3 separate regions of the Mus musculus genome follow, and all the other regions are linked to region 1. A link is a contact called in public HiChIP or PLAC-seq and promoter capture Hi-C data. All regions are on one chromosome and are shown on one strand. Each heading gives the region's core, a stretch centred on a gene start, on an enhancer-like site or on the middle of the called end of the contact. The rest is flanking DNA. Distances are from core to core; before and after follow the strand shown.

The links. HiChIP or PLAC-seq counts read pairs in DNA pulled down with a chosen protein or histone mark. Capture Hi-C pulls out chosen DNA fragments and counts their contacts.
Region 2: a contact with region 1 is called in a promoter capture Hi-C map of adipose tissue. The contact joins the promoter of Fgfr1 here to the promoter of Adgra2 in region 1. A contact is called at or near these places in 1 of 484 Hi-C or Micro-C datasets (embryonic stem cells) and 1 of 9 other capture datasets (adipose tissue).
Region 3: an H3K4me3 HiChIP or PLAC-seq map of stem cell-derived neural progenitor cells shows a contact between it and region 1, with 4 times the contacts expected there. The contact joins the promoter of Ddhd2 here to the promoter of Adgra2 in region 1. A contact is called at or near these places in 4 of 39 promoter capture datasets (the 3T3-L1 cell line, frontonasal cranial neural crest, hippocampal neurons and 1 more), 2 of 115 datasets of contacts at active chromatin or transcription factors (large pre-B cells and stem cell-derived neural progenitor cells) and 1 of 9 other capture datasets (liver).

What each region holds. Positions count from the first base shown.
Region 1 is chr8:27,082,917-27,088,063 of GRCm38.p6, reverse strand. It overlaps Adgra2 (adhesion G protein-coupled receptor A2), which reads right to left and starts at 2,223. Exons shown (of 19, transcript NM_054044.2): 1 at 1,853-2,223. The coding sequence starts at 2,118. It overlaps Gm39151 (a long non-coding RNA gene), which reads left to right. Exons shown (of 3, transcript XR_870285.3): 3 at 1-1,795.
Region 2 is chr8:25,516,113-25,521,259 of GRCm38.p6, reverse strand. It overlaps Fgfr1 (fibroblast growth factor receptor 1), which reads right to left and starts at 2,501. Exons shown (of 18, transcript NM_010206.3): 1 at 1,831-2,501. Gm31288 (a long non-coding RNA gene) reads left to right here. Exons shown (of 3, transcript XR_003947368.1): 3 at 1-1,572. RefSeq lists promoters at 2,362-2,576, 2,362-3,336.
Region 3 is chr8:25,751,768-25,756,914 of GRCm38.p6, reverse strand. It overlaps Ddhd2 (DDHD domain containing 2), which reads left to right and starts at 2,635. Exons shown (of 18, transcript NM_028102.1): 1 at 2,635-2,729; 2 at 3,742-3,967; 3 at 4,625-4,815. The coding sequence starts at 3,748. It overlaps Gm17484 (predicted gene, 17484), which reads right to left and starts at 2,435. Exons shown (of 2, transcript NR_154462.1): 1 at 2,196-2,435.

The sequences.
Region 1 (5,147 bases), core at 974-3,473:
AACATCTGGAGGGAGATTCAGATTCCATTACACTCCAGACTGGTGGGTGACTGGGCTCCCTTGTCCTTTCCAGGGTCCTGCCAGGCTGGGGACCAGTCTCTTTGGAAGGTACTGTAAGCCAGCTAGGTGAATGGCCCAGAGGAGAGAGGAGCCCTTCCTTAGGGAAGGGCTTAAGGCTGGAGCAGGAAGGGCTTAAGCCAAGTCTGCTGCTACTTTGCCACGATATGTTCTCACCAAGAACTGGTCCCGCTCCTCTGAGTGGCGTAGATGGGAATTAGCCGTGGCTGGAAAGCATTAGTGGCCAAATCAGTCTAAGATGTCCTGCAAAACCACTTTTCTATTTTTTCCCCCTCCCTTCCCTTCTGCCTTGACCATGTTAGGATTCCCTAATCCCCACCAACAGACACACAAGAGACAGCTCCCACACATGTGAGTTCGCTGAGCCTCTGGAACATGTGCCCATACACAAATCACCTCCACCCCCAGCCGAGCGAGCGAGCTATCACGGTGCAGCTGTGTGTCACAAACGCTGGCCAGCTATTTCTCACAGCAAAGCACTTTTTTTTTTTCCTCCCTCCTCCAGAACTAAGTAAGCTGGGGAATGCCCAAGTTTTTCAGCACCCTTAAACATCATGACACTCAGACCTACTGTGAACCGCCTTAGCAGCCACTAGGGCTGCAAGCCAGAGCTTGCATCGAGGTGGGAGAGAGAAGAGATCCAGTCTCCACTGCGAGGCACACAGCCCAGCTGGATGGAGAAAATGCAAGCCAGCCGGCCAACATCACAAGCTGACCAGTTGTGTCCTGTCAGGAAGCCAGCTGCCTCTGAACCCGCCACAGGACTTACTGTATTGTTCTGGGTACAATCATGAAACCAGCCCCAGCCCTGGGCGAGGGGTGGTTTGGAGAAAAGGTTCTCTCCAGGGTCAGGATGACAGGGAAGGGGAAGCGGCTTTTAGGCTAGATCCTGAACAGGAAAGCAAGGAGCCGCCGCCGGGGCACGACCCTTAAACCACGTCGCGTGGAACTTGGAGCATATGGTCAGCTCAGGAAACCGCTGGGGTGCGGGAAGCTCTCCGAGTGCGGTTGCCGGGACTTAAGACTCGGGTTAAAGAGCATAGGTGCTCGCGGGCCAGGAAAGCAAGGGTTTAATCAGGCCCCGATTTGAAGGGAGAACTATGGAAGGAGGCCGGGAGGCACGTGCCTCCCTTCAGTCAGGTTTTCCTACCAAATCGTTGAGTAATTAAGTTAATCGATAAACAGCCAAACTATATGCGCAATGGGAGAGAGCCCAAGAGGAGATGGGGCACGGGGTCAGATCAGAAGCGCCTGCATTCCAAGGACAGGCTTAGCGGTCTCAGGCTCCCCTGCCCAAGAAGCCGGGCTGGGAGCAGAGCTCAGCAGGCCCGGGGCGGGGCACCGCAGACTGGGTTATCCCAGTTAGAGGAACCAGGCTAGCTAGCTGAAACCAGCAGGCTCCCTGTCATGCGGGCTCCGAAGCCTCAAAGGTGGTGAGGACCACAGCCACCTAATGGGTCCCTGACACCGATCCCACTCTCACCCAGCTCAGGGCCTCGTAAGGCTGCAACACTAGCCAATCTGGGACAAGGGACACGGAGTGGTCCCTCCACCGTCCACACGCACTTCACCTGTGCAGGTGAGCAGGCTTCCGCGATGCCTCTCGCTCTGGGGCCATACCGGGGTTTCTCTGATCCTAGAACTTCGAGTTTCCCGGTTGTCGCCTGGACTCAGACTTTCCCCAGGCTCTCAAGTGGCAAGATCGTCGCCCCCCCCCCCCCCCCCACTTAAGTCCCACTAATTGACCATACCCGGCACAAACTAAGGTACTCACAAGGTGATGGTGCCGTTTGGCAGAAGGCCGGGATCTGGAGGTTCGGGGAGATCCCCACCGCCGCACACCACCCTCCTTCGAGCCGGGTTGTGGGCGCCGCCACTTAGTCCCTTGGGCCGCTCCCCAGAGCACTTGCAACCGCGGATAGGGACCGGGCAGCCAGGCGCACCCCGAGTTCCAGGAGCCAGGAGCAGAAGACAAGGCAGCAGCGGCAGCAGCAGCAAACGCGCGGGAGGCACCGGCATCCTGCGTCCCCCCGCGCCCATCAACCCATCGCCCCGCGGGGACCTACAGCGCAGGGGCCGGACGGCTCGCCGGCCGGAGGGACCCGGGCGTGCGGGAGGAGTGCTCAGCGGGAGTCCCGGGCGCCCGAGGGCGGGGCGGGGGGCCATGGGCGGAGGCAAGCCTCGGGGTCCCCGCTGCTGCGCTCCGGGGGCATGGCTTGCGAGCACCCGGGCCGGGAGGGACGCGGGCGCCGCTGACAGCGCAGCGCGGGTGGCCCCCGGCGGCGCGGCCGGAGTCTCAGCGCAGCGCTCCGAGCCGACGGAAGCTTGGTCCCTGCGCGTGGCCGGCTCGCCCTGCGCGCGGCTGAGACCTAGCGGATCGTGCCGGGCTCCTGTTGCTGCCGCCGCCGCTGCCGCAGCTCCGTGCCATGGATGGGGGCAGCTAGGCGCCGCTCAGCTCCCGCCGCCAGCCCCCGCCCGCCTCCATCACCGCCTCGTCACTCTGCGAGGCCCTAGCGCCGCCTGATACCCTGCCAGGCGGCTGCCCTCCTTCAAGTGCAAGCCTAGAAGACAGCTTGAGCAGACACCCACTCCTATACCCCATCACCTACCCTGAACCAAGACTGTTGTCCTGTCACGACTCTTTCTACTAGCCAGGACTTTCTCTCTCTACCGCCCAGCTCAGACTTGTAAGGCAACCATCACTTTCCACAAAAAAAAAACGCTCTCTCATCCAGCCTACACCCCTCTTTCTAGGACTTTCGTTGAAGTTCTGGTTTGGCCTGGGAAGTCTGGTGCTCCGGGTTAAGGGGTTGAACTTAGCTCAGGATCTAAGGTTTCTCTTTGGCCCCTGTCGCGATGAGCCGATCTATAAGTTGACTCTCACAGTCCTGTTCCCACCCCTCAGACTTGGATTGAAGCCACAGCAGGAGGGCACAAGACTGAGACAAGGAGGCCATAGATCTTACCCTGTGAGCATTGACCTTGCCCAGCGGGAGGTGCATGTCATTAGGCCAAGGAGAGGTCAAAGGTTAAGGCAGACACTGCCAAAGCTATCCTCCTGTTAACACTGTGTGTGTGTGTGTGTGTGTGTGTGTGTGTGTGTGTGTGTTGGGGCAGGGCAGTAAATGAGTAAGGGGAAAATAAGAGAAGGCCCAGGGATCTATATTAGGGTGTGGGCAGACTCTACCACCAGCCAGGGTATCGCAGTATAGGTTTCAGCCCCCCTCCATGTCTTTTATTAGCTGTTTGACTTGACACAGCATGTAACACCTAGGGGTGTGTAGTCTATTGAGCCTTGCTTGTAAACCGTGGCCAGAGAAGGAGGAAGAAGGGCCAGTCCTAGGTAGGATCTGGCTTTTGACCACTGGGGAGTCAAAGTGCCTATGGACATGACCTCAAAAAAGCAACAGTAACAATGACCAACAGCTAATGCCTGTGGGTGTTAGAGGTGCTGCAGTGCCAACTGAAAAGAAGGTTGGGGTTAGAGGACCCAGGATGCTGCCTCCCAGTTTCCCCAGAAACCATCACTTTTTTTTTTTTTAAATCACTCAGTAGAACCTTTATTGCTATGTAGCGGGAGAACTTCAGGATTGGGGCAGAACCCCTCCTGCTCATGACCCTCCTGTGCCAACAGAGTAACCCCACCTTGGTCCTACTGAGGTGCTCAGTGCCTTTTCTGCCACTGTGGCCTGTGAGCCAGATCTCCCATCTCCTTTCCAGGGAAGTAGCCTCTCTCAGGCCTGATGGCCCCAGCCGCCAGCTTCTTAGCTTTCTTCCCTCATTAGAGTCCCTGGTCAGTCCCTGTTGCAGGTTCTGTTTCCTTGAGCTTCCAAAGATAAATAAATAGTGGTTGCAAATGGAGGAACTGAGAAATGGAATGGACACTCCCAGCAGGAGCCTTAGGCAGGCCTGGTGGAGGCTGCATTCCTCAGGAAAGGGGCCGGTGATGGGCAGAGAGACCAGGCACAGACCAGAGCACTGCCAGGGCCAGAGAGCGGGAAGAGCTGAGGGGCCTCTGACTGAGTCACAGCTTCCCTGTGATTTCCTTTTGCTAAAAGACAAAAGGCTCAGGAGAAAGTCTCTTGTCCCATGCACCCTCTGAGGCTCACAAGTTACAGATGACATTGCCAGGCTGTTGCGGGGAGGTACACTGTAGTGGGCTTGAGTTTCCTGATGGGGACATTTACACAGCACTCCTGTTCGGATGGGCATCATTTTGACTTCTGCGCATCGGCCAGAATGTGGGGTTCACCTCCATTTTGTATCTAGGGAGGAAGAAACTTGAATTTTGAAGTGCAGGGACAGTCATTTTCCTTTGAAATCCTTTCTAAGTGCCCCACAGAGCTGCTTAACACGTTTCCCCAAAGTCATATTCTCCTGCCTATACTTGTGTGGGAGTACAGTTTTTGTGTGTTAAAAGGCTGCAACCTGGTACTCACTTACATTTCCCGATACTTGGAGGACTTACTGTGACTGTGTCTTTTAACACAACCATGGTCTCAGGTACCCAGGTTGGCCTGTGCCTTAGTCAGGGTTTCTGTTACTTCAAGGAAACACCATAACCCAAATGCAAGAAGGGAAGCAAAGGGTTTATTTGGCTTGCACTTCCAGTTCATTGTCCATCACTGGAGGAAGTCAGCACAGGAACTCAAGCGGGGCTGGAACCTGGAGGCAGGAGCTGATGCAGAGGTCACAGAGGGCTGTTGCTTGCTGGTTTGCTTCCCGTGACTTCCTCAGCCTGCCTTACTGAACCCAGGACCACCAGGCCAGGGATGGCACCACCCACACACCATGGGCTGAGCCCTCCCTCGCTGATCACTCATTGAGAAAATGTCTTACAGCTGGATCTCGTGGAGGCATCCTCTCAACCGAGGCTCCCACGTCTCTGATGACTCTGACTTGTGCCAAGTTGACACACAAAGCCAGGCAGACTATCCTGGAACTCACTGTATATAGCTAAGGATGATTTTGAACTCCTGGCCTTCCCACCCATACCTCCCAGGTGCTAGGACTACAGGAGTATGCTTCCTTGCCCAGTTATGCAGTGCTGGTGAGAGATGGTACCCAAG
Region 2 (5,147 bases), core at 1,252-3,751, 1.6 Mb after region 1:
GGTGAGAGGCACCGGCAAACTATACCCACCCAGCCGCTAACTTTGGATGGACCCTTAGGATGTTTTGTTGCCCCCCCCCCTTCCAAAAGAATGGACATTCCATCCCTGGCCCTGTAGTTATTGTTTAAACGGCAAAAACACTCCATTTTAAGCTTCTGAGGGCTGCAACCCAGGAAACTCACTGAAAACACAAGGTCCCTCTGGCAGTTACAGCACCAGGTATCGCACTCTACTCCCCAAATGGAGGACGGAACACCCCCCCCCAAGATGGACTTGGACGCGTGGCGATAGGTGGGCCCGCGGTGTCCACATGAGACAGATGCTCCAACTATAATTAAAGGGAGAGGCGATACTTGGTTCCAGGACACGTCAGGGCCAAGTTTGGCCCAGACCCACCGACCAAGGCCACCTCTAGTAAGCAAGCGGCTCCCAAGAGGGTCCAGAGATTCTTAAACACCGCCCCCCCCCCGCACTCCCCCCCCCCCCATCGTCGGCCACCAGCAAGAGAGTGAAGGAATCCAAAATCACTTTGGGATCTATAACTTGCTTTTCTCTTCCAATCCCAAAGCCTCTGCTCCACGTCTCAAGAAATGTTAAGGGGTGGTGGTGGCGGTGGTGCTAAAGAATCTCAGTTTTAATTTAGGAGGGGGAGGGGAGGAAGAGGGATGTTTAATAATGTGGCTGCGGTGTACCCGTGTAGGGTGAAACGGAACCAGATGCGGCAGCTACATCTGGGAAATGGGGGGTGGGGTGGGGGAGAAAAACGCCGTCGAAATGCTTTGCAAATGAGTTAATAGCTTCTACTAGGCCCAGAGAAAGAGAACTCCCTCCTGCACTCCCAAGGTGTCCAGCTGCCTCACTGGGTGGGTAACTGTTTATTACAAACCCCATCTATATATTTAAAAAGTCAGTAAATTCCTCTAAAAATATGAGTACTAGGTTGTCTTACCCCGCCGGAGACACTACAAGAGGAGGCACAGGAGGTGTGGAGAGGGGGTCTGGGCCAGAGAAGCAACAAGCGGGCAGAAGAGGGCTCCTCCGCACCGGACAAGTTCTCCTCATTTCCTCCACTTCCCAGAACGATCCAGACCCCGAGACCCCCCACCCCCCGCTTCTCCAGACCCCTTCAAGAGTCCTCTAGGTCTAAGATAAAATAGAACATTACCACCACCACCACCATCACCCCTCAAAAGGGGGGGGAATCTTTGCTCGCTCTCCGCTAAAGCCGATTCAGCCATTTGGTGACGACACCTCCTTCAAACCTATTCCAAGACAAGCTAGCCTTCCCCGCCACTTCCTTTCCTCTTCAACCCCCCAACCTGGACCCCAGACTTGCCCGGAGGTAGGAAAACACTTGAAAAGATCCCAGATGTAGGGTGTTGAGCTTAAAGCCACCGGCTGAAACGGGGTGAATCCGCAAGAGGACCAAAAGATAGATGATGTACACACACACACACACACACACACACCCTCCATCTCCCGGCCCATTCCCGCCCTCCTCCCCAGTAGGGAACACACAGCTTCCGCCGCCTTCTCCTGGGCCAAGAGGGTCGGGGTCTGGACTCGGAGCGCAGCAGCCTCCTCGCTAGCTCCGGAGCGCGAGTTGGCGGAAAAGTTAGGCAGCGGGCAGCAGCAGCGGGCCCAGCGCGCGGGGAGGGGGCGCGGGCAGCGACACTGGCCGAGGGAGGAGGGACAGGGGCGCCGGGGAGGGAGCGGAGTCGGGGGTGGGGTGGGGGATTGGAGGAGGGAGGCGCGGGCTGCGACTGGCGAAGCGCGGGGGCCGCTCGGGACGCCCAGCCAGCCGGCTCTGCGGGCGCCGGCGACTCTTACCTCACTTGGCGCTGCGGTCCCGCCTCTGGAGAGCTCGCCGTGGCGCGGCGGGTGTCTGTGTCTTGCGCTCCCGCCGCTCGTCTCCGGGCTCCGTTCAGATCCTGATGGGGTCTCGAGGGCTCCGCGGCCGAGGCACGACTCCCGGCGGCACTCCGAGCCGGGCGCCTCCAGCCCGGGCGGGAACAATGGAGCCGAAGCTGGTGCCCCGGAGGCGGGGCGGGGGGGAGGGCTCGGGTCCGCCGCCCGGGGTCCCCAGATCGTGCGCCCCCCGCTCTCCAGTACGCAGCGGCGGCGGTGGCGGCGTCTCAGGCTTCTGGCAGCCCGAGTTCCATCACCCCTCCTGGGGCTCCGGCGTGCATTGACTGCAGCACGGCTGTGGTGCGCCCCTGGGACCTGAGAAAAGTCCTCGGTCTCCGCTGCTTTTCCAGCTGCGGCGCGCGCTCGCGGCCGGGAAAGGCGAGGTCGCCGCAATGCGCTAAGCACAGTCTCAGTCCAGTCCGGACGTCTCGGCCCCGCTTCCCTGCGCAGCCCGGGTCCTCTGCACGCAGCGGCTGCACCAGGGTTCCGGCTCCCGTTCCGCGCCGCCCGCAGCGGAGAGCCCCGCCAAAGTACCCGCAGGAGCGCTCCGAGCGCTGTGCGCCGGCGAGGCGCGAGGGCTCGCTCTCTCACTCCCACCCGGCGCTAGTCCCACCTCCTCCTCCTCCCCTTGCAGTTGCCTGCTGGGCCTTGTAGTTCTCAAGCTGCAGCCCCGGAGAAGCCTGGAGCGAGCAGAACTGCTCTACAGTCTGGTCTAACTTGAGTTTTCGCCTGGAGGGCGCCCGAATTTCAGACTGTGTGTAGATCAGCGATTTGGGGACAGGAGTGGAGGGTGGGGAGGGGCGGGTGCCTGGCTATAATTTTGAGGTTGCACTGGGCAACTTGGTCTTTGGTTATCTCTGTGCCTTGGGGTATGATTTTCGTGCTCTAAATCTCGGTTTTCCCGTCTCTAAAAGGAATAAATAGGACCCTCACATAGCTTACAATATACGAACTGTTTTTATTGATGGATCGGTTGACTTTCCCCCTCAGACCCTTTCCTTGGATCTCAACTTTCCCCAGCCACATAATTTAGGTTTTGTGGTTCACGCTGGAATGGACCCTGCAAATTCTACAGTGCTGTTCATGGTAGCCTTAGAAATCACCAGCTTTCAGGAAGCAACCGAAGAGAGGAGGGGTTTTTGTTTTTTTTTTTTTTCGGATGGGGGGGGATGTTTGTTTACTTGCTTGCTTGTTTTGTTTTGTTTGCCTTAGGAATTAATCAGAGTCAAACCAGAGCCTCCACAGTATACTATGAACCTCAAAGAAAATCGCTGAAATGCCCTTCCCACCAGGTCCCTCCACAGAGATGTTAATCTGTGGCTCTTTAATCCAATGAGTCCAGTGGACGTGAATCATATTGAGATTGTTAAAAAATAAAAATTTTTGATCCTGCTTGGACATGAGAAATCCCGATGTTTTGATGAAGCATGCTAACAATTCTGAGACAGCCAGTGGGGCCTTCGCCTCGTTGCAGGAGCTCACTTTCCAGCAGTCTAAAATGATGATGTACATATGCAATCCTAGCCCTGGAGGGTCAGAGACTTAAGATCACCGTTGGCCACATAGGGACTGAGACGACAGCCTGTGCTTACAGACCCTGTCTCAAACAAATCAAACACAGGGGTTGGCGATGCAGCTTTGACAAAGGCAAAGACAGTGCTTTGATTCCAGCACACTCTAGACCTGACTAGGTGGTTGGTACCTGTTGGTTTGCTGCATAGCAGTGGGGTGGGGGCTCTGCAAATTTTCCTGGTGACTGTGATGTGATGTCTACTTGGGGACCACTGGAAGGGTGGAATATGTCACACTAGGTGTGAATTCCACCACTCAAAGACTTTGGGCATGTCACGAATCTGATAAGATCTAGTCCCTCTATGGGTCTCCCCCATGAGAAGCAGACTGAATGAATGTAAGTGTGCCAAAAGGGTCACACATGTGAAAGCCATCATGAGGGGGACTGTTCTATTCCGCTTCCACAGAGCAAGCCATGACAGCTTGAATACCAAACAATCCAACTCTTCCCTCCACATTGAAGACTAAGAGTTTCTAAGACAGTTTTCTATGTGACCACCAGGTGAAAAAATGGGAAGCTACGGAGATATTATCACATTTGTTTATCTCCAGTAAAGGGTGGAGGAAAAAGAAGAAGGGCTATTGATGAGTTTATTGGTGTATTATTGGTTTATTGGGTTGGTTTTTGTTTGTTTGTTTTGTCTTTGCTTTTAGAGATAGTCTTATGCTGTAGCCCAGGGTAGCCTCAGACTCAAGGACTCTCCCACCTTTTGCCTCTTGCCTCCTGAGACAACAGTTTGTAAGACACCACCACACCCACCAAAGCTTAATGTTTAGCTGAGTGTGCTTAGCATATACAAAATGATCTGGGTTCAGATTTGGAGGAGGGGTAAAGAGAGAATACATTTATTGAGTGCCTAGGAAGTAAATATTCAGGAAGTATTTTTGAACAAAAAAATAAAATAAAAACCAGAAATGACTCTGTGGAATAAATGAACACCAGCTAATATTTAAGAGTTATTACCCACATAGCAATATCCTTGCCCTGTTCAGTCCCTTGGCTTTTAGTCTGGTCCCAATTATTCTTTCATAGAAGCTACCAAACAGCCTTCTCTGCCTCGGCCCAGCCACCTGGAGGTGTTTCTGCCTCCCACTGTATCTACTGATTTGATATTTAGCATAGTTTTACTAGCTGTCTTTTTTATTTTGTGGGTTCTCTCCAGCAAGCTGCAGAACTGTTCTAAGACAGTGGTCCCGAATCTATCTCATCTGTCTCAAGAGTTTTCCTGACATCTATAGATCTGTTGTTTGGGGAACAGCTGCATGTGAGAAACCTGGGTTATTGAGAAGGCTAGGCTGACTCTATGACAGGCTTTCCATTGACAGTTCAGGAGACGAGGCCTGCATCTCTGTTTTTAAGAACTGGGTAAGTCCAGGCAAGTCTAGGCCTCAGAAGCTGGTCTGAGGCAAGGACAATCAGTCAACAACAGTTTCCAGATCTCCCCAACAACACTGCCAGCCCCCAAGGCCTGGTAATGGAATGTCCCTAGAGATAGAACAAGATAAAGGTCACCTACCCCTGGAATGCCCTGATGTACTTTAAATCAGGCCTGCAAGCTCACTTGGTTGTCTATCTTGGTCATGCTCCCATGACCCCAACATACTAGACTACTACAGAATAAAACACTCTTTACGTTTACATACTATTTGAGTCCAGAGTATGGAGT
Region 3 (5,147 bases), core at 1,386-3,885, 1.3 Mb after region 1:
AGTGTGTTTCTCAAAGTACAGATCCAAACTACTTGCATCTAAATCTCACGGAGCATTTATTTAAAATACAGATGCTAAATACACATACACAGCAGATTCTTCCGTCCTGCCAAAGACCCCCTGAAAAGAGGATTTCGGATACACACCTGCGTATTTGATTACTGTCAATGTATGTAGTGTCTGACTCTTTTATAGCATCCACTAAGATAAAGTTCTCTGTTATCTCCCTTGGTAGGACTATGAACTACTACTATTCATGGTAGATAGTGTGCTAACTACTTTTGTGTTCGAAGTTCAGAGCAGGCACATGGAGTGACCAGAGTTCATAAAGAGGGCCCCTGGATGATGGAGATTTTGGAGCTGCTTCCAAGAGTAACAAAAGCAAAACCACTTTCATGAGGATCACAGTTCAAGGGCCACGGCCATCTTTAGCTACATAATGAGTCTGAGGCCTGCCTGGGATACCTAAGCTACTAGCTCAAAAGACAATGAAAATCGGCTTTACAACTAAAGCAATAACAAAACTCACAAGTCCAAGGTAGATATATTCTAATGATATACTTTGTTTTTTTTTTAAAGATTTATTTATTTATTATATGTAAGTAAACTGTAGCTGTCTTCAGACACTCCAGAAGAGGGAGTCAGATCTCGTTAAGGATGGTTGTGAGCCACCATGTGGTTGCTGGGATTTGAACTCTGGACCTTCAGAAGAGCAGTCGGGTGCTCTTACCCACTGAGCCATCTCACCAGCCCCCTAATGATATATTTTGATGGGTTATGAAAAAAACCGTTATGTTTTCAGATTCCAAACTGCACCCTAAGAAGCCGCATCATTCTGGGGGCTCCGTGTGTAGCGCAGGAGGCTAGCACACCCAAGGCTCTGAAGTTGATCTCTGGCACTGCAGAATAAAAAGTAAGGTCTAAGGCTTGAAGAGCTGACCCGACAGAGCATCTGTTGCTCTTGCATGGGAAGGATTTGGCTCCCAGAACCAGAGTTACCATCACCTGAAACTCCAGTTCCAGGGGATCTGCTGCCTCCTGACCTCCACAGGCACCAGACACACACATTATATACACACATAGTAAAATAAATCTAAAATGTTTTAAAATATCAGTGTTAAGGACACCCTGCTCCTGCCCCCCAAATGGGGGGAGGGTTTCCAGTGTGGCCTAGCGTGACTGCACGCACAATCCCTTGGGACAAGGCATGAGTTTGATTCCCAGGACCCCTACAGTGAAAGGAGAGCTGATACCTGAAAGTTATTCTCTGAATTCTACACATGAAGCAGCACATACATGACACACACACACACACTGCATTGGCTGGTTTTGTGTGTCAACTTGACATAGGCTGGAGTTGTCACAGAGAGAGTAGCCTCCCTTGAGGAAATGCCTCAGTGAGATCCAGCTGTAAGGCATTTTCTCAATTAGTGATCAAGGGGGAAAGGCCCCTTGTGGGTGGGACCATCCCTGGCGGGTAGTCTTGGGTTCTATAAGAGAGCAGGCTGAGCAAGCCAGGTGAGGCAAGCCAGTAAAGAACATCCCACCATGGCCTCTGCATCAGCTCCTGCTTCCTGACCTGCTTGGGTTCCAGTCCTGACTTCCTTTGGTGATGAACAGCAATGTGGAAATGTAAGCTGAATAAACCCTTTCCTCCCCAACTTGCTTTTTCGTCATGATGTTTGTGCAGGAACAGAAACCCTAACACACACACACAGACAAATATATAAATGTAGTAATTTTTAAAGGTCGGAGACCAATATGGGGCTTCATAGCAAGGCCATCACAAAACAACAACAAAAAAAATCACACAAAAAATGGTGTTACATTAACGTGCAGATATTGGTGTGTAGGTGTTGACTTGCAGAGACTATGTGGTTTTTTTAAAAAAAAAAAAAGTCCACGTTTTGTTCCTTCTCAGTTTCTGGGGGAAAAAAAAAATCTCGAAGCCTTGTCTTATAATCAAGTTAGAAACCAGCAAAGCCTCTTGTCTTTCCTTCCCGTGGCACCTGCTAGTCAGGCGCTCCAGCGACAATCCGCATCTCTAGCCCTGCCAGTCTCCAGAGCGCTGGGCTTACGTGAATAGCCACCGCCATCACCCTACATCAACTAGGTCAAAAACAAAAAACAAAAAAGCCAACAAACAAAAACCTCATTTGCTGCCTCTTACAGCATCCGTATTCTGTCAGACTCACCTCTTAGGCTTTAGGGATAACTTTGACAGCCTCTCAATCCAAATAGAGGGAGGGAATGGAGGACAGACAGACAGACAGAGCCTTCAGTCACCCCAGTCCTGCCCACCGGGGTTGCCGGGACCCATGAGGGGTCAGAAGGTCCGATTTTCCTCCTTCAAAGCCTCAGCGCAGGCAAGGCCTCCCGTGCGTGTCCCCCACGCCCCTAGCGCGTGCCCGGCGCGTGCCCGGCGCCCGACGTCTGCCCGCAGGAGGAGCCAGGTCTCGCGCGAGTCCCCCAGTCCTCACCGCACATCTCGCGACACTTCGGAGGATCTTTCTGCGCCTCCGGCTCTCACCGGGAGCGCAGCCTCCGCGGGCGCACTGCTCTCCTCCGCTGGAGCGCTGAGGAGCCCGCGGTGTGGGGATTGGGGCGCGGCCGCAGGCTCCGCCCGTCCGCCCCGCCCGGCTTGGGAGGTAGGCTGCAGCGGCGATGTGGCCCGGGCTCCCTCCGCGAGGGCTGAGAGCGCGAGCGGCGGTGTGGACGAGCGAGTCCAGGTCCGCGCGGGAGCCTGGGCCGGGGCGAGCCGGGGGTGGAGAGGCTCCAGTGTGCACGGTATCCCGGGGCATCCGTGGACGGCTCGGCTGCTCTCCTAGATCCCGAACTCGGAGCCCCGAGCTGGCGGCGGGAGCAGGCCGAGGTCTCGGGAGGATAACGGGGAGGCCCGGGGAGTGTTGGTTCCTGAGCTGTGCGGTCCGACCGTGCCCGGTGCAGCGATGCCGCTCGTCCATCTCCCGTCCTGGGCTTTTGGGTTCTGCTTCTATGTCTGCAGCGCTAGTCCGCCGGGTGCTTTAGTGCTGGGGTCGGTGGGAACTCGCCCGACATCCATCGCCCCGGGGGCAGTTGAGGTCATTTGTCACTTTTCATCCGAAACTCTGGCTCTGCGTCTCGGTGGGTCGATGCGCAGCTATAGCCTGCAGGCAAAGTTTCTGTTTGGGCGTTAAATGTACCAGAGCCCGTATTGAAGCACACTGGGAGGATCAGCCAAAATGGTTCTTAAGCGATTAGTTCTGTTTTCTGTATAGTAAGATTCCAATAGTTATGTAAATGTGTGTGTAATTAGAAATGTACAATAGAGCCTGGGGCCTTAAACCTACCTGTTATTACTGTCTGACACACTAAATGGTTTGTAGTGTGCACACCTGGAGGTAGGAAATTTCCAGCCTTCGCTGGTGCTGCTACTTTTATTGTGAAAATTGTGGTAAAACACCCTGTTGCAATCAGTTTTGACCGTGTGTTTCTTGACATTTCTGGGTTTTCTAAAGAGCTTGTTGTATGATTAGACATTTTTTAGTTTTCTAAGGAGAATTGGAAGCTCAGTATAGAATGATGGAGCTGAACATTTTGTTTCTCTCCCCAAATAATTGTGTGTGTATAAAAATTATGTAGCTTTTAAATATTGCTGTTTTCAAGAACAGCTTCCAAAAATGGTTATTGAGCATATGAACATTACAGTGTTAATAGATGCAAAATAATTCTCCTGATAGTTTTTTTTATTTTGTCTTCTAGAGCGAAATGTCATCGGGGGAATCACACCAGGAGCAGCTGTCTCAGTCAGATCCGTCCCCATCCCCGAACTCTTGTAGTTCCTTCGAACTCATAGACATGGACGCCAGTAGTTCCTATGAACCCGTTTCTCCACATTGGTTTTATTGTAAGGTACTAGATTCCAAGGAGCTCTGGATTCCTTTCAACTCTGAGGATTCACAGCAGCTGGAAGACGCATATGGCTCTGGTAGGAAGAAACTGATGACTCTAATAAAAACTAACAAGTAATATCCTCTACTGTGATAGCCACTAACATGAAATTTCAGAATTACACCATTTTCATCCTTTTAAAACTGTATTAAATTTCTGCATAGTTATCAAGTATTTTTCTCTATTCTAGCTTGTGTTTGACTTTTTAGTCAGAAAGTTTGTGTGTAGAGTCGTCACATTGCAGACTGAGCTAACATGTCGCTTTTGTTCTCATGTAACAAAGTGTTAGTGAGGATATATCATAATTGCTATTAATTTGCCTTTAATCCAAGTAAAAACTTCAGAAAAAATCTATGTATGTATCTGTATGAGACTGTGAGTGTGTGTGTATAAGTGTGTATAAGAGGCATTATTGTCTTAGAAGAGGAAAAATGTTCAGCTAGTATTTGCTTTTTTCATTAAAATATAATTGGTTTGAAATACTAAAAATTACTCATGAAAAAAATATGAGCAAAAAAAAAGAAAAAGGATGAGTGAAAAAAAAAAAAACCTAGGAACCAAATTCTGTTTCTGATGTAGCCAAGTGGAGCCTGTGTACAGCTCCTGTGGCTGTTTTGGACTGTAACTTACAAGTGTATTTGGGAGAGTTGTTGTGACATAGTGGACTTCTTTTCTTTTTTGCAATTCTTGATAGGAAAAGATTGTAATGAGAGGATTGTTCCCACCGATGGGGGCAGATATGATGTTCATTTAGGGGAGCGGATGCGGTATGCTGTGTACTGGGACGAGCTGCCATCGGAAGTGAGACGGTGTACGTGGTTTTACAAGGGAGACAAAGACAATAAGTATGTCCCCTACTCGGAGAGCTTCAGCCAAGTCTTGGAGGTATTCCTCTGCGTCCGGTTCCCCGCTGCTTTCTCCGTTCCTTCTGTCCCAATTCTAACAGACCGTGTGAAACTTCCAGGAAGAGGTCACCTGCTTTTATGTCATACTTTATGTAATTTCTCTCTGCAGGCTAGTTTCAAATTAAAGTTTTAACTTCAGATTTCAAGTTTTCTAGAAATGGTATTGTGCCTTTTAAATTTAAATGTACCCAGGCAGTGGTGGTACACGCCTTTAATCCCAGCACTCAGGAAGTAGAGGCAGGTGGAGCGCTTGAGTTTGAGGCTAGCCTGGTCTACAGAGTGAGACCCAGGACATCAAGAACTATACAGTGA